2 separate regions of the Capsicum annuum genome follow, and region 1 is linked to region 2. A link is a contact called in public Hi-C data. All regions are on one chromosome and are shown on one strand. The core of a region is the stretch at or near the end of the contact, and the rest is flanking DNA. Distances in the headings are between cores, read along the strand shown.

Region 1 (3,934 bases), core at 884-3,383, 40 kb after region 2:
GGAGGTAATTTTCGAGTATCAACATCCAGGCATGTGGCTTCATTGCCTAATTAATCTGGTGCCTCACCAGCTAATTATACCTTATGTTCCTAACAAGGTGCTCTTAACCTATTGCCTTTGGTCTATTTGGTTGGCGCGCAATAGAACTACTTTTCAAAATATTCCTTTTGAAGTCTCTGTTGCTCATGTCTTAGCTTTGTCCACAGAATATTGGTTTTTTAGCGGGCAAACATAAAACTATCAAACGTACTATGCTTGTCTATGTTAAGTGAAAGCCTCCTGAATCTTCTTTTATTATGCTTAATACGGATGCGGCTTTTATTTCTAATTTAGAAATGGCTAATATAGCAGGGGTATTTAGAAATTCAAATGGTGAATGGTTACTAGGATTTAGTAGTAAGGTCTTTAGCCCCAACCCCTTAGAGGCGAAACTTCAGGCTTTACTTTTGGGTTTGAATGTCGCAATTCAACACTGTTCTACACCACTGCAAATCAATGTGAATTGCCTTCCAATTGTTCAAGCTCTATCTAATGTATCATCGGATGATTCACCCTTAATGTCTGATTGCAGGTGCCTGATGCTTAAACTAGGTAATTCGCTACTGGAACATGTGTACAGAGAACAAAATAAGTTGGCTCATGCACTGGCACGGATGAATGCTACTACTACTATGCAACTATTTTGGGAACCTCCTACATTCGTAAAGGATATTTTGAGAGCTGATACAAATGGAGACTTGAGTTGCCGAAGGGTCAGAATAGATATATCTAACCAAATTTTTTTTACTACTACTAATCCTAATTATCAGATTGTAAATGCTAGCGCTAGGTGTGCTGTTACTACTGCTGGTGCTTGTACAGTTGACTTGCCAACATACAAGACGTTGAAGCATATATATATACTAGTTTAGGTATGCGCGCCTTGCACGTGTACCTCACTTTATTGAGTTAAAACGTTACACTAAATAGTATATTTGTTTAAATAATAAAAGATGAATACAATAATTAAATTCAACATCTTTTGGAGAATTTATTTAATTAAACCTAACTTTTACCAAAAAATTTGTCAAAGCCGATCGACATTCATCTACCACCTGTAAACTGCAACAAAACAATACGATGATGAGATATCAAAACAATATAATTAAATCTAACATTTACACAAAAATTTTCTAAAAGTCATCTGACAATCATCTACCACCTGTAAGCTATAACAAAATAATATGATAATAGAGATATAAACAATAATACAACTAAACTTAACCTTTACACAAAAAACTCTCAAAACAAAGATATAAATACAATACAATTAAACCTAACCTTTATCTAAAAAAATTCTCAAAATCAACCGACATTCATCTACCACCTGTAAATTCATCTACGACTTGTAAACTACAATAAAATAATACAATAATGATTACAAAGCTTCAATTTTGATGAAAATAATTCTTGTATGAGGACAAATTTTAACTCAAAAGAATGACTTGAATGAAAACAAAGAAGATACATATATATACACACACGTTGAATTCTATTATGTTGACAAAAATAGTGAAGAAGTTGAGGGTTGAAAAATTAAACATCTAACATGCAACTGAATCAAGTTATTTTTTTTATATATGATAAAATTCTAATTATTTTTAAAATATTAAATATTATAATTTCCTATTTATATCAAATAACCAAACCTAAAACAATTACAAACCAAATTAATTGCTAAGAGAACTTCACCCCAAAAAGAACACATACGTGTGTAGGAAAAAATGGACCACCGATCTGTTGCCCATGACTTTTAGGATTTATATAAGGAAGTGCATCTCAATATTTATAGAAGTATTTTCTTAATAGAGTCCTATTTTAGGAGTATTTTTTAATCCTATTTTATGAGTATTATTTTAATTGATTGATTAATACAAAAAAATATTAATTAATTCTCCTTCTATATATTTTAAGAAATTCATATATTTTAGGAGTCTAGTTAATATAATAAAAATAATTAAATAATAAATTAAGGAAAATAGTGAAAAGATAATTTTGTCTAAATAAAAATCTTTTAATGAAGGATAAAAAGTTCAAATCACTTTCCCAAAGTGTTCACACTTTTAATATATTATATATAGAGAGAGATAATATATATCCCGGTTATAAAAAAAATAAAATAAAATTGGATTAAACAGTTGATCCGACCCGACCCGACTTGAAATTGTGCGACTCCAATGGAATACAGATTTCAGGAAATTGCGTGTGCCGTAACCCGGAAATCATGTCCGATATGCCTATGCCGGTTACACCATGGGAGTGCGGCGGTAATTATCCCCTGTATGCACGCCTATTGTATCCTTTGCATCCGAAGATGGAGCGATGTAAAGCGAAAATGCCCTCTTTGTAACGCTGACTTCGGCTCATGGTTCTCCAAAATTAGCTTTTCTTCCCTGACCTTCCGTGAAGAGAAATTATCAGCTCCAGCAGAAACTAAGAAGTTACACTCAGGGTTTCTTCGCTCTACGTTGAGTAACCGATTGGCCCACCGAAGGTTAGTTTTCTTGTCCTTAAATTCTCTTATCAATTATTGCCATCCCTCTGTCACAATTTATGTGACTCATTTTTCCTTTTAGTCAGTTGAAAAATCTATTTAATAGAGTAATAATTTAACTTTGAAATGTACATTTTATCCCTAATGAAAAGATTTGTAGCCACACAAACATGTTTTTTAGACCATAAATTTTAGAAGTCTTTCTTTTTTAATCTTTTACTTCGTGTCAAGTCATACTTACATATAAATTAGAGGAAATACTAACTTTGAGTGAAGGGTCAAACACACCCAAGTATCTCAATTTTTTTGAGTTACATACTTGATTTATCATGTGTGTAATTATCGACTAATTATTAAAACATACCTCAACTATCAATATTCACTTTTCGTACTTGAAATAGTACCATGGTTCAAGTAAGAAAAGTAAATATTGATAGTTGAGGTATTGGATAGTTCAATTAGGAAACTTTAGCACGACTTATAGGTTAGGTATGAAACTCTAAAAATGGAATACTTTAGGTGTATTTTTGACCATGAACGCACTGACGTTTAGTGTTGAAGCACAATTGATCATTGTTATCAAAAGCAAAAAGCGCCAAAAAACGTTGAAGCTTCAAGCACAAAGCACAAATGAAGCATGTGCATTAATATTAATGAAAAAGGGGCAAATGGAGAAAAATACTACTCCCGTTGTTTAAAAAAGAATTACATGTGTTTAATTGGCAAGGTGTTGAAGAAAATAAGGAAGACTTTTGAATTCTGTGGTCTTAAGCTAAAGTTATGTAAAATGTATCAAAATACCCTTTAATTTTGTGGTCTTAAACATGTGGAAAATTGGAATTTAAGTGTTGTCAAAAAAGGAAAGGATCTTTTTGATACGGACTAAAAAGGAAAGTAAGTTATTTTTTATTAAACGGAGGGAATAATATATATTTAGTTGAAGACTGATAATTATATGCGTGAATGACAAATATTTGAATAAAGAAATTTAAAACAATTTATGATAAATTAAAATTTCAATTGTTTAGTCTTTCTCAAAAAAAACTATCAATTGTTTAATGTTGCCTCTTCAAAAGAGTCTTATTGGTGAGGAAAAATATTCCTTAGAACCTTGATGGTGGTATTGGAGCGCACATTAAGCGAGGCGAACCGCTCATCACGTTTTGAGCCTCACTTCAGGGCTTAAGCGCGTCTTTGACAACACTGCAATTGATTTAAACTTCTCGTAAGTTGGTCCGAATTATCCCCAAAAATGTGTACTGAATTTGTGATTTTTATGTTGGACAGAGTGATTAGGAGGAGGAGGGAAGAGCTGAATGCTTCTGGCTCCAGAACGAGGCTGTTCCTAAAGCGGCGATCATTTGATCAGATTGTAGCTTTAAATCCAGATGATATTACTAG
Region 2 (4,352 bases), core at 756-3,255:
ATTTGTTTGCTTTACCATTAAACACTAGAAAATAAATGAGAAAAAATTTAGTTTTCGGAAGAATATTTCCGTGCTAAAAACACCCTTCGTATATTTCCTTAGCTTATTATTCCTGTAAGCTACCAAACAAAGAACTCCCAAAAAAGGTAAAGACTTAACTTCCTCTCTTTATCTCTTTCTTTTCTATTTGTACTCATTGTACTGCATCTTTCCTTGGCATATGATCATGTTGTTACATTTATTATTTGTCTAGACAGTTACTATTCATAATTTTTTCAAGAGGCATTGTTTCTTATTATTCATGAATCTGATCGGTAAATCTTAGCATCGTACACTCGCTCAAAAACACAGAGAGAGGGAAACATTTTTTTTAAAAAGTTCTTCCTTCGTCTTTCTAGCTGTGTAATGCATGTTTACCAGTACTACAACAAGAAGCCAGTGAAATTTCACGAGAGGGTTTTGGGGAGGGGTGAGTTGAATGTGTGCAGACCTTACCATTACCTTGTGGAGGTAGAGAGGTTGCTTCTAAAAGACCCTCGGTTTAAGTGCAGTAAATTAAAGTAAAGGAAGAAAATGGTGGAGAAAGCATAACAACTAACAAGGGAAGCAAGAAAGAAGCAGAACAACAAAATAATGTGATAATTGAAATATAATAAACAACATGACTAGTATAAAGACAAACACGAACAAGCCTAAACCCTTGAAAAGCATAACAACACTTCACTTTCTAGTAACTTTCTACTTTAATATGCATCTTCCACATTTTCCTATTTGAGTTCATGTTCTATCTAATCACCTCTCCTCAATGCTCTCGCTCGGACATATGCACATATTTTTTTCATATGGCCAACCCATTTTAACCTTGTTTTCCTCATTGTGTTCACCATGGAGGCCACTCCAACCTTATCCTAAATATCCGCACTCCTAATTACTCCTAGTAAACCCACACATCCACCTCAACATCTTTTTTCCGCAACAATGCATGTTTACCAGTAAAAACAACAAATTGTTGCATCGATTTCTTCCTTATTCCCTTTGCTTTCTCAAGTAATTAGGTGCGTGAATATAGAATTAATATGTATGTAATATGCATCTCTTAGTAATTTCCTTTTTCTTGGTGGAGGTATATATCTATTTTTATCTGCTAATTAATGTCCGATCAATCGATTTTCCTCTTATTCGAGCATCGAAAGCACTTCACGTGTATGTGGCACATTCCCCCACACAGTTAATTTCCTAACCTGACCGTATATAAAATGACAAATCATATCATGTGCTCATATCTTTTTAACTAGATAAATACGCATATTTTGACTGTGTAAATTTCATCTGCTGCCTTCTAAAATTGATGGAATATTATTTATAGATAGACATGAAACTTTATTGCAAGCAACAAGTAAAACTCCGACCTTTGGAGATGTACTAGGGCCATATATGGGTAGCGAGTTGCCCAAAATTTAGTTCTGTGACCCTTTAGTAGGACATAAACTCGTAATCAAATTCCAAGAGCATATTGCATCAGTAAGTATAAAACAATGGAGCATTTTTAAAGTTCGGATCAACATGACTTGGATTCAAATGTGTGACAAAAAAGTCGATCAACTTACACACACCTCGACTAATTTCACATTATATCTACCATTTTTCACTAAAAATCTAAAGAGATTAGGTATAATTTGAGGAGATATAATGAGCAATTCATTCAGTCAAATTACCCTTTTACCTAATGCTGTTAGGATAATTCACTTGCTTTTTTTTCTGCCTTATAAATTCAATTATCAATCTTTAATTCGGATTTAGGTTAAACCACTAACAGACTAACAGTACCCACTGCTCTCATCAGTAAGTGATTGTAAAATTCTATATCCTTATTCTCCCTTTGCATTTCTGCTTAGTTGAGTGAAATGTGGATCGAATATTTGTACTACATTGGACCACAGAAAGATCCCAATTGGATAAAACCAATCCAACTGATCATATGCTTAATTCCCATTGGATTGATCTCTTTCTACAATTGGGAATTTAATCTAGATTTTTCTTACCCCACTTGATTCTCTGTATACCTAGCTAGCTAGCTTTCTTCCACATTTCCTTTATTTCTTGTCTAATACTAATAATAACAATGACAAGAAAAACAAGAAGAGTGAACTATCGTAGACGAGAAAAGCCGTACAATAACACGTCCTTTTTCATTATGGGATAAGAATCTTTTTTTTTCTCCACTAATAGTCTGATAGATCTTAAATTCTAAATTGAAATGAATTTCCCTTTAATATCATGATAATCAAAGAAATGACTTTTAAATCTAACTCAATTACAAAAATTAATTCACGAAGGAAAGACTATTCAAACACCGAGAAAAGTATCAAGTACTTCCTAAAGTTGTCATGTTTTATTTATGGTATACCTAAACTTTGAGTTGTTTTAAGTACCCTCCCGAACTTGTTGTTTTAGTACGTCGCATGACCCCAGAGGCAGAGCCAGGATTTCAACGAAGGGGGTTCCATATTCAAAGAAAATTTAGGATTTCAACTAAGGGGGTTCCATAGTCAAAGAAAACTTAGTTGAAAGGGGTTCAACACCTACTATAACCACAAGAAAATAATTTTAATCATGTATAAATAGTATATTTTTCCATCGAAGGGGGTTCAGCCGAACCCCCGAACAGAAGGCTGGCTCCGCCCCTGCGTGATCCTTTTTAACCTACGTGGCAAAATGTGTGATTTCAAACTCCATCACGCACGTGATAGAGTTGATTTTTTGCCAAATCAGCACCTTCCAACGAAAAAAATGAGAAAACCCCATTTCTATTTAATATTTTCAAAAACTTTAAAGCCTCCTCTCTTTTCTGTTCTTATTTATTATCCCTCTTCCTCCATCACTTTCAAAATATGTAAAAATAATTTTCTTTCAATTGCTTCTATTTTACCTACTTAAATTAGGGGTGTGCATCAATCAATTTAGTTCGATTTTTATATTATCGATTTTCGATTTTTAAATACTCTAAATCAATAACCAAACTATTAATATATTTTCTTATCGATTTTTGGTTTATCGACTTTTAGTCCTTAATGATTCGATTTTTAATTTAACTGATATGAAAATACTCATAAGATAGAAAAAGTAGTAACTAACATGAAAATAAATCGAATCTTAGTTGCAACCAAAATCGTACTTATATATTTATATATATATGGGGTGTAAAATAATAATTTAGTATAATCTTATTGGGTTATTAGTTTACCCAATAACCCAATAAAAAAAATCAAAATCGAACCAATGACCCAATAATTTTTTTATAAAATCATTAAAAAATTGTTAACCCAATAACGATAAATCAATAACATTTTTATCGGTTTGATTTTTGTACCAAACATGCTAACATCCTAAAATTGACATTCTGAATCTGCCGGCAAAGTTGAATTTTCTATCCGAGGTCATTTTGATCAAATGTGGGTCCCACACCCATATTTTTAATTTTCCAATTTTCCGATCAATAGGTCAAAATGAGCTTGGGTGCATCGGGACCCGAACCAAAGGTCTACCTAGCCTAAAATAGATATTCCGGATCTGCTGGCGTAGTCCATTTGGCCATCCACCGCACGGATCAAAAGATATCCACATAAGTCCAAAATAAGGCTCTCGAAACCATCAAAAACCACAATATTGCATAAATGATACCAAAATACATCGAAAATCATGCCAATCACTTTCATGCTCCAAAAATATCATAATGCAACTACAGGGAGGGGTAAAACAATCAAATCGCACAAAATCACAAATTTTACATATTTCATCAAATTTTTAGGTCGTTGCAATATTCTTGTAAAGGCTGATCAAGATTAGTAGTTATAGATGATAAAACATGAACAATACTTAATTTTGCCATAAATGCAAAATAATCAATACCATATGTTTGTGTTAAGCCACGAGCAACTAGTTTTGCTTTGAATGATCAATTAAACCATCCGATTTGTGTTTCACAGAAAAAATTCATGTGCATTCAATAATTTTTTTTTCTGTTTGGTAACTTTACAATATTTCAGGTATGATTTTTTTAGTACTCACATCTCCCTCAATCATGAATTCTGCCCACTTAAGATCATCTAATGCTTCTTCAAATCTTCTAGAAATTTCAATCGAGGACATCTGATTCACAAAGTCTTGAATAAATTTGATAAGTGTCCACTAGAAACATAATGAGCAATAGGATACTTGGCTTTCTCTGGATTATCAAGGGAGTTTTTTGCTGGAGCTTTTCCTGGATTGGACCAAGGGGGATTGATACTTATTTCAGTTATCATCACTAGAAATTATTGATATAGTATAATCAATTAAATTTTTAATACTAG

Evidence for each region. A called contact is a pair of places that touch in the nucleus more often than the background predicts.
Region 1: a Hi-C map of placenta shows a contact between it and region 2, with 2.3 times the contacts expected there. The contact joins the promoter of LOC107873055 here to the enhancer-like site in region 2. A contact is called at or near these places in 2 of 5 Hi-C or Micro-C datasets (leaf and placenta).

What each region holds. Positions count from the first base shown.
Region 1 is chr6:164,665,622-164,669,555 of UCD10Xv1.1, forward strand. It overlaps LOC107873055 (E3 ubiquitin-protein ligase Topors), which reads left to right and starts at 2,134. Exons shown (of 5, transcript XM_047414942.1): 1 at 2,134-2,533; 2 at 3,821-3,934. The coding sequence starts at 2,217.
Region 2 is chr6:164,625,471-164,629,822 of UCD10Xv1.1, forward strand. No RefSeq gene overlaps it. Among protein-coding and RNA genes, the nearest start is that of LOC107874123, 13 kb to the left of the region's middle. Within about 2 kb of position 2,006, at least 5 of the 5 cell types and tissues checked have an H3K27ac peak or open chromatin away from gene starts, as enhancers often do. A contact at or near this core is called in leaf, where this site is marked.